Regions from separate parts of the Mus musculus genome. Here regions 1 and 2 are each linked to region 3. Evidence: chromatin contacts called from public promoter capture Hi-C data. All regions are on one chromosome and are shown on one strand. The core of a region is the stretch at or near the end of the contact, and the rest is flanking DNA. Distances in the headings are between cores, read along the strand shown. Region 1 holds the start of 1110059E24Rik (RIKEN cDNA 1110059E24 gene). Region 2 holds the start of Cemip2 (cell migration inducing hyaluronidase 2). Region 3 has its middle 73 kb from the start of 4930554I06Rik.

Region 1 (3,054 bases), core at 256-2,755, 620 kb before region 3:
GAAAAAAATTAAAGGTCACCCTTTCCGCGGGGCCCCGTTATTCTAATCCTTACCAAATCTGCTTCACATTGCCTTAAATCAGAGCAGCACTGATGAAACTAAATATCCTGCTTTTGACAGAAAAATCACCAAGATTAAGGCTCTGAACGTTTTCTTCTTTCTCTCTCTCTCTTTCTTTCTTTCTTTCTTTCTTTCTTTCTTTCTTTCTTTCTTTCTTTCTTTCTTTCTTTCTTTCAACAGAAGCGGAGGGAGGTTAAACTCTCCGAACGTCCTCCACACACTATAATTTGACACAACTTTCCTGGTTTAATATTAAATACAATTTCAAACAGAACTCTCCAACTTTCAATTCAAATCCAACCTCTCCCTCCTTGAGTTCTCAATCAGAGATGATACAAGTTCAAGCCATGGAAAGCAGCTCCCGCGACAAGCGGAGCGGGATACCCAGCTCAAGCTCCGGGCGGACTCCATCTAAAATCGAGGCTGGCGGGACCCGGACACCGAGCCGAGAGCGAGGGCCCGAAGTGGCCCAGATCCAGGGAGGGGAGCGGCGGCCCGACCCCATCTTGCGGTCCTCCCTGCGGGCGAGGAGGCCCGGGACGCACGGCTCTCCGCTCGGTAGCTCCGCTCCGAAGCCACCCGGCCTGGTCCCCAGCTCAGAGCGGCGACCCCCCGACGGCCCAGCAGCCCAGCCCCACGCACCTGCAGCTGGGCGGCCGCGGCCGCCAACGCGCTGTCCTCCGCGGGGCGCCGCCCGCCGACTCTGCGCCCGCGGCCCGGCCCGGCGAGGACGCGAAAGAGAGCTGCGGTGCCCGGGCGCGCTTCGTGGGGCCCCTCCACGCGCGTTCGCGTTCTGCTGACTAACGGCTCCGCCGCGAGGGGCGGCCGCCGCCGGGGCTCTCCGGCCCGAGGTCCCGCGCGGCCGTGGTCGCCGTCCGCAGCGCAGGGCCGGTGCTGCCTTCTCCGCAGCCCGCCTTCCTTGGCACCTCCGAAGGCCGCCAGGCGGCGGAGCGCGCGGCCGCGGCGGGCGGGAGCTGGGAGGGCGGCGGGGGGCGGGGGGGCGAGCGGCCCGGTTCGAGCTGCTCAGTGACTGGAGGAGGGCGCCGAAGCTGACCCGGGCTCCGGGCTGCAGGCGATCAGGGCACCGGCCTCGCCCACCTTCCACCAATCACAAACTGCGCAGCGGAGTCGCTACGCTACGGAGCCGGGAGACAGGTTGGGAGCGTTCGGCAGGAGGCGGGGATTGCGGAAAAGAAGAGCCAATAGGAACGGGGAATCTCCGTCCCTCCGCCGTGATGGACAGCCGCGTTCGAGCCAATGGGGGAGTTCTAGATTCGAAGAAAGCCGGACTTGCACCTTGGGTCCGAGGAAGGCTTTCCGTGAAGCCGGTAGTCGAGGATGTGCGGCAAGGCAGAGCCGAGCGTGACCTCCCTAATGAGTCACGTGGGCCGACCTGGGGCTGGGACGGAAAGAGTAGAAGAACTTCTTCCGGGTCACTGTCCTTAGTCTCAATCTGGGGCGGGAACGTCTTTACTCTTTCCTGTAACTTAAAGGCTGCACCGATTTACAGTGCTTGAGATTTTGGTGATGAGTTCCCAGAAAGGCAACGTGACTCGGTCCCGGCCTCAGAAGCACCAGAATACGTTCACCTTCAAAAATGACAAGTTTGATAAGAGTGTTCAGACCAAGGTAGGCCCTTGCCTGTTGTTCTGACTGCCATCCCAGGGGAAAAAAAAGTGACAGAGAGAGGAAAGGGGACAGAGAGAGGAAAGGAGAGGAGTTGGCGAGCGTGGACTGCAGCCCAGTTAGTCTTGGCTGCAGTGCAATCGTGTCTCAAATATTCTTCCCACGCCCTTTCTTTGGCTTGGCTCTGTTCCGTGAATCTATCTGATGGTCAGCACATCTCAGTAGTGGCGCCGAGACTGGATAGGGCAGCTTAAATTCATCCAACCTAAGGTACCGATGGGGCGATTGACGCCTTGGATGCTCCCACCTGGATCACGCCCCCGCAATAAGAAAATGAAATGAAGGCACTCGTCCGAGTGTCTCTTTGCAGCGACTGTTTTTCCGAGAACTCCCAAACCCATAAGTTTGTAGGGAGTACGATCTTAGCGTCACTGTCCTTATCAACAAGATGTTATTTCAGTTTTGTGTTGGAGCAAACGTTTTGGCTTGTGTAAAAATGGTTGCTTGCTGTCTATACAATTAACTTAGCAGGACCTGTGTAAAGTGGAAGAAAACTCAGACTGTTTGTTACTTGAGATATGTATGACTAGTGATTCTGTGAATAGCGATCCCCTTCCCCATAACTGAATGGGGAGCGGATAAAGGCCTTTAGTCGTCCTGGAGGCCAGCTTACATCAGATAAAGTTAATATTTACAGAAACAAGAGCTCAAATTTCCTAAGTTTGTTCCTTGAAGTAATTTAGTAATTTCTGTGACCTTTAGCCTCAGATAAGAAATCTGATAGGATTATTCGGAAGCTAACAGAAGAGTAACTAGTCTGGGACATAACAGGTGGTCAGCAGGTGATTACGTTTAAAACATTAAAAAGGCAATCCATAGTAACTTGTACTCTGTCTTTCTCTTTCATTGTTTCTCAGATATTTAATAAATACCTTTCACGTGCAGGGTTCTAGACCCCTGGTAGACAGTGTTCAAAACTATTGATTCTGCCTTTACGGAGCTTGTAATTGTCTGAGTAATATGGACAGTCAGTCAGCAGATGGATCTGTAATTACAAATTTCAATAGAAGTTGCTAAAGGGAAAGGCAGTTCAGTGAAGAATAAAAAAAAATAGTTTAAGCAGGGCCCTCAGACCACATTAGCAGACACTCGTCCATAAACCTGCTTTTCCTGTATTTTAGAAAAATATTATGGAGAGAAGTTGGTAAAGAAAATGGATTAATCCACAATTTGGCCCGAACAGCAGTGGGAATAGTAAAGTATAATTTCCTCCCACTGCTCTGTAGCCATCTTAAAATCTGTGGAGAGCCTTGAAAGTAAGACTAGACCATACTTAAATATAATTGTGAGATACACTAATTAGACCTT
Region 2 (3,494 bases), core at 707-3,206, 750 kb before region 3:
CTTGCGCACACATTAACACACACACAGAGAGATGCACACTCACCACGCCTCAGCTTACTCTCATCCACAGGCTGACAGAGAACAGGTGACGGCTCAGAGTTCTCGTCTAACCTTAACTTTCCGTTCTGTGAGGACAAAAATCAGACACAGTATGGGATAGAGTGAGCTTAAAGTCTGAGATAAATTTCCAGCCCCGACTCACCACCCTACACATAAATAAAGAATGTTATTTTAAAGGCAGAAGACACTATCACGAGCTGTCCCATGTTAACTAAATGAACAGCATGCCTGGTGCACATTTTGCTTTGCCCAGAAATGCAAACTCAAAGGGAAAGACAATAAGGGACACACCAGAGTAGGATATGGAGACCAGACCAGTGCTAATGGGTCAAGTTTTCTTAATCTTTAGGGATATATATAATTTGTTTGTATTTGGGTTTAGTGGCCATTTCCAACAGATAAGCCTGGTTGCAATGGGAATTCAGGCTTCCCTTAAGCTTTGATGAAACTCTTCTCCTGCCTCCTCTTCCTCTAAATTTTCTTTTTACTGGTAAGAGCCCTTAAGACTTCTGCAGCCCTTCAACATGTGCAACTGTGTAGCATCAGACTAGTCACCAGCACAAGGGAGTCAGTCCAACACACTGTGTGGTTCAGGAGCAGATGGAAGTTCCTAAAAGACAGGCACTCTACCTTTAACCCCAACTGCAGAAGAAAGGAGATGTGTCAAAAGTCTGTTCTCCTAACCTTCGGCGGAGAATTTAAGGGGAGTGTTTCTGCTCCACAGGGGGTCTGGTGACAAACACCAGCCCCCCAGCAGAGACCTTGGTTTTATTGCTAGAGGGCAGTAAGTAGTATTACGTGAAGCACCTCAGGGTACTCGCAGTGAGAACCCCATTCTTTGCCAGGACCTCCCAACTCTGCCAAGGAACTGTGGTGAGTGAGGTCCTGTGCTAAAAACTGGTCCCCAGCTTTAAAGATGCCCAGATTCTGAAACTGCGCCTTACCACACGGAGCAGGGTCACACCAACTCAGGGGAACAGTAGGAGACAAAGATCCACACTCCCCCCCAAACTTTACACAAGCGTGCTCTTGTAGACGCCAAGGCTCCACAATGCACATTCCATCAATCTTTCACTGCGGTCCGCGTCCCCCACGCAGCCTTTCCAGAAACTTTAGGGCTGTTCACACCGACTTTAAAAGACCCATTGTTAACCTCCCCGGGAACACAAAGTGGATGAAAAGGGGATCAAACCTCTATTCCTAAGGACCCCTTTTCATGGAAGAAGGTTGAGTCTCGGGGCGCTATGTATGGGAGAACTCCGGCGGGAAGGCGCCGGCAAAGGCGGACGCTGGAACCCACAGGATGTTGTGCTTCTCGGCAAAAAAACGCCAGCACAGGGACAGCCAGGCCTCCAGGACGCCAAGGTGCGCAAGTCGGGTCTGCGCCCTCCGGGCCCTTGGGACCGCCAAGGAGGCGGGGCTGGGCACCCGGGACTAGAGGAGCCTTACCTTCCCCTCCCCCTCCTGGCGTCGGTCTACTCAGGTGTCTACGCGATGGCCAGAGGAGCAGGAGCGGGAGCAGAGCTCCTGGAGTCCCCGCGTGCAGATCTCCTCTCCATGGCCAGGAACCCGCGTCCCGCTGCCGCTCTGAATTCAGCGGCAACCTACGCCGGAGGAGAAGCAGTCGGGGCCGGGGAGTAACGCTCCTCCCTCCGCCTTCGCGGCCACCTCCTCCAGCCAGCCCGGCTTGGCGCTCTTGGATCCTTCCCTCCCGGAGGAAGAGGAGGGGAATCGCCGTCCGGGCGGCGCGAGCCTGTGCGGCTCCGAGACAATAGCGGCAGGCAGGGCGCGTTCCCGAGCCGCGCAGGTCCCCGGTTCGGCGGGCGCCGCGGCTCGCTAGGGTCCCTCTAATCAGCCTCCGGCCACACAAGCGCCGGCTCGGCTGGGCCGAGAGTGCTGCGGATTGGGCAGGCGGCCCCGAGCTAGGGAGGCGGGTCAAAGGCGGGGTGGGCGGGGCCTGTTGTCAGAGGGACGAGACCTGCGGAGGCTCCGCCCACCACAAGCTGCAGACGAAGGCTCAGCGCCTCCAGCTGCCTTCAGCAGGAAGGACGCCCGCCAACACCGTCGGCGGCCAGGGTTTCCCAGCGGCTCCTTGACCTTCGGCTACAGATGACTACCTGGGAGTTCAGGAAAAGCAGCGGGCCTGAACCTGAGTCTGTGTACCTCATCATCCCAGCTGAGTCTGATACTGCTTTTTTTGTCACCTCTTGACAAAGTCGACCTGAGCCTGCACCCCTCATCACTCGAAACTGAACCTGCATCTTCTCGGGTCTAGCCAGGCTGCTGAACCCCTATTACCACCACCACCACCACCCCACACACACACACACACACCACCACCACCACCACCACCACCACCACCACCACCCACACACACACACACACCACCACCACCACCACCACCACCACCACCCCTGAGACACACACACACAGGGTTGAACTCTTTTCTCTTCCTTTATCATCCAATAGCTGAGTTCGACATCTTTTATCGCTCCGGAATGAAGCTGACTCGGCATAGCAGTATATTCCCCCAATAATATCCCGCAAGCCCCCCACCTCACTCAAAACTTTCTGAGCCTCGGGTCCTGGCGCCTCGACTGCCCCCACCTGGCCAACAAGGAAGCTGGATTCGTAGCCCTCTCAGCAGAGTCAGTGTGTTCTTGACTTCAGACCGTTGTCCAGTTCTGGTTAGGAGCTTGGAGCAGCCCCAGCATCTCACACTAAGGCCAGAATAAATATACCTAGGCCTGGTCACGCCTTCTGGCCACGCTACTCTAGAGTGGCTGAAGCTTGCAGGAGGCGGAGATGCAACACTGAAAACCAATCCTCAGCCCACCCTACTGCAGAATATACTGGCCGGGTGGCATGAGTAGCCCTGCCACCACCCGGTCCCCTGGAGGAAGTTGCTCTGGCAGAGGAAAAGCCTTTCCTGCAGCAAAGGGCGCGACCTGGCTTGGTCCGTCAGACCACGAGGTCAGGAGCTAATGACAGCTGCCAGATTGCCAAATCCGGACAGTCATCATCCTCTATTTAATTCGGAGTTGGACGTGTCGCCTCTGGGGAACTGTTTCATTGAATACTGTACAGGCAGGATTGTTCATTTTTCAGGCTCACTGTTGTTTGTCTGTCTGTTTGTTTATTTGTTTGTTTTCTCCCCCTTCCAGTAAAAATTCAACCGTGTAGCTATGATACACCAGCAGACAGAAAAAGGAATACCCTATTTCCAAGGTTTGGTTTAGGACTTGGTAGAACTGAACCAATGTTTCCAGACTGGGGCTAATAAGAATCCCCTGAGATCCTAAAAAACTTGGAAATGCCTCAACAAAGCTCTATGGACTGAGTCAGAGGAGTCTGCAAATGTAAATTTTGGCAATGCTTCTGGACCGAACCCACAGTTAACTAAAACCTTGGAAAGATGCAGAAGGAGAAGCTCC
Region 3 (2,979 bases), core at 50-2,549:
TCAGTCCTTGTTCTGGGGTCTTGTCCCATCCCCCAAAGGCCAGCTGATGTGCACTGTTCACTGTTGTGTCATCCTGGCTACCACACTCTGTGAAGGAAAGAGGCCTGTGGAGTTATTCTCTCCCAGTCATACATTATGTCTTTGGCCTTTGAAGGCAAAGTAAACAGTGGCCATTCTTATTAAAGAAACAAAATTTCTCTGCTACTAAAGGAACAGTGCTATAATACAATGTAAAATGCAGATTCTTTTCCATATGACAATGTTATGTTTCATTTTATCCTTTGTCTCCAGCAGTTGCCCAATAGTACCTTTTACCCAGTGGAAAGAGCCTGGTTAATAAAATCCTATCCCTTTAAAAGTGAAAGACCTCTTTTTAGGACATGACAGTCCTGATCTCTGACTTCTTGCCAGAAAGACCAAATGAATTTAATGTCTTATTTTTGTGGGGATTTTTTTTTGTCAGTGCTAGAGTAATAGCTTTATTATTCTAATAACCAAATAACACTCTAATAAGCTAAATAACAACCCTAGTGTTCACAATGCTGGTCCAACTCCACCATTTCTACCAGTAAGCCTTAGTAAAGCCCATCTAAAGGAAGATGAGGTTTGGGGGACTTTATCTAGAGGAAGCTGTTCTTTCCTGTACATTTTTTCTATGTCTCATGTGAGCATGGACTTCACAGCGGCTCTGTCCAGTACACTTGTGGGTTCCAAACTGCCTGACCCCTCATAACCACTTGCTTCCCTACTAAGAACAATCTCTTGTCTTGTAGCTGTTGACTATTGGGAGAGACAAATGTTTACGTTCTAAGTCATAAGTGGAAGGTGCTTCATTCCCCAAGTCATTATTAGCAAAGGTGCCTTTTCTACATAGATAAGTTAAAAAGAGAAGGGGACAGAATTCTTCTTGTAGGTTTCTCACCCGAGGAGTGCGCAGTGGCTGCAACAGCTGCAAAATGCCTGGAGGTTGATTTTTCTAAGGAAAGGGTGGTAGAAAGTATAAAAGAAGGCCAAGGTGAAATTCAGTGTCACATCAGATGCTAGGCAGAGGGAGGAAGGTGAGCAGAGGTAAGCCACCACAAGGGTCATTTCAGCATCGCTCTCTACAGCTGTGGTTTCTCTAGTTCTTCAGTGTCACTCTGTCATTGAAGGCTGGGCACAGATGCATCCTGGAGGGTTGAAGAGGAGAAGGGGAGGAGGAGCTTGTCTTTAGGGGCAATACCAGTAACAGTTCCTGCTCCTGCAGTAGCCTGAGTCAGCTTTGTGTGATTACTCAATACGGCACTTACTACACACTGGGAATCAGCACATGTTTATTCCCTCCAGAGCTGGGTTTAGCAGAACATCAAGCAGTGGACTGTGGGGAACCATAAGAGCTTGAGGGTATAGATTACCTGAAGTGATCTAATAACCAAAGGGGATTGAGACATGAGACCAAAATATTCTGCAACTCTGTTCCTTGTAAAGAAAAGGGATGTGAGCAAAGATGTCAGTGCTGGGAAAACAAAACCTTAAAGTCTATTCTGAACTTTAAGCCAGTGACTTGCTGCCCGCTGTGCGGTTGGGTTGTGTCACCCTCAAAAGACACATGGAAGTTCTCACTATATAAGAATATGACCTTATTTGGGAGTATAGTCATAGGGAAGTAATAAAGCTAAAATGAAGTCATTTTTTCTAGTGTCCTTACAAAAATAGAAACTCGGGTATAGAGACAGAGACAAATATATACAATGTAAAGACACTCAGGGAAGGATATTTGATGTCACAGAGCACCAATGCTTGCCAGCCATCACCAGAGATGAGAAAAGACAAGGAAGGGATTTTCTGTAGAGATATCAGAGAGAGTTCTGCCAATGTTTGGAACATCCTACATCTAGCTCCATGAGATAAACATATCCCTGTTGTTTATTTAAATCATTGTATGATACTTGTTATAGCAATGTGTAAAACTAATACAGCTTCAGAAATCTAATTATAACAATAAATCTGTTTACCAGTCATTTGTAATGTGCATAGTATGTGCCAAAAGCTGTATTTATGTTTTCAGAGTTGATCCTCATAAAAATCTTTCCGAGAAGAGATTTCTGTTGGGAAAGATGGACCGCACACATTTCAGAATCAGCATGGGTGAATTGCCCATAGATTTCTCAAGGCGGACCTCAAAGAGCTGGGTTCTTGCATGAGATGGTAAGGCCATTTCATTGTACCCATCAGTTGCTCAATTCACTTCAAAACTGGAAATGTGACTTTTGGCCTGAGAGGCCATATTGTTAAAAGTGATTGTCATGAGTAACCAAACCAACTGGACTGGCTAACAATGCACTATTGATTCAAGGTTCTTTAACTATCCTGCACTGAGTGCTTCAGGCAGGGACTGGCTTAGAGAGCCAGCTGGTGGTTCCAGGTTCCCCAGGATAAACGCTTCTCGCTAAATCATTTAGCAAGAGTGAAATGTCAGGGCTACAAAACAGAGCCCCACTGAGAAGGGAAAGCATTCTAAACTGCCAATCAGAGGGCTTATTAAACAGTAGCTGGGCTGTGAGGGAAGTCTAATAAAGACTGGAGCACCGTGGATAAGCCAACAATTATCATGATATTTGAGGATAGCTATCTGAAGATTTCACAGGCCAACCAAAATAGAAGCACCTACTTTAAGCTTCATAGCACACTATCTTTGGCCTTGTAACTCTATCTTGTCTTTAGGCTTCACAGTCCAGACTGAAAGCTTAAGATTAAATTTGAAAGGTTTCAGTCCAATGTCGATTGGGTGATTAGACTATCCTAAATAAAGTAATAGTGTTGGTGGCTCTCAGATGATGGCAATAGAGAGTTCAGACTCACAGATACAGTGTGACTGTTATCATGAAGATGGTCTCAAAGAACTTCACAGCTGCACAGTTTCCCTCTCCAAATTCTGAGATTCTGGTCCTGCTTTGGCCTCAGAAAGACTGCATAAGGCAATTGCTGTGTTGCCTGGGC

Evidence for each region. Promoter capture Hi-C pulls out the DNA fragments that hold promoters and counts their contacts.
Region 1: a promoter capture Hi-C map of liver shows a contact between it and region 3, with 10 times the contacts expected there. A contact is called at or near these places in 13 of 39 promoter capture datasets (the 3T3-L1 cell line, 3T3-L1-derived adipocytes, the HPC-7 cell line and 8 more), 7 of 484 Hi-C or Micro-C datasets (CD4 T cells, LSK cells, hematopoietic stem and progenitor cells and 4 more), 4 of 130 datasets of targeted methods (acute myeloid leukemia, astrocytes, pancreatic cancer cells and 1 more) and 2 of 9 other capture datasets (liver and macrophages).
Region 2: a contact with region 3 is called in a promoter capture Hi-C map of liver, with 6 times the contacts expected there. A contact is called at or near these places in 5 of 39 promoter capture datasets (the SN4741 cell line, liver, neutrophils and 1 more), 3 of 130 datasets of targeted methods (acute myeloid leukemia, astrocytes and pancreatic cancer cells) and 3 of 9 other capture datasets (adipose tissue, embryonic stem cells and liver).

Annotation. Positions count from the first base shown.
Region 1 is chr19:21,651,242-21,654,295 of GRCm38.p6, reverse strand. 1110059E24Rik (RIKEN cDNA 1110059E24 gene) reads left to right here and starts at 1,505. Exons shown (of 4, transcript NM_025423.2): 1 at 1,505-1,689. The coding sequence starts at 1,588. Abhd17b (abhydrolase domain containing 17B) reads right to left here and starts at 987. Exons shown (of 4, transcript NM_146096.3): 1 at 703-987.
Region 2 is chr19:21,776,802-21,780,295 of GRCm38.p6, reverse strand. Cemip2 (cell migration inducing hyaluronidase 2) reads right to left here and starts at 1,956. Exons shown (of 24, transcript NM_001033759.2): 1 at 1,510-1,956.
Region 3 is chr19:21,030,426-21,033,404 of GRCm38.p6, reverse strand. It overlaps a transcript of Tmc1 not described here. Among named protein-coding and RNA genes, the nearest start is that of 4930554I06Rik, 73 kb to the left of the region's middle.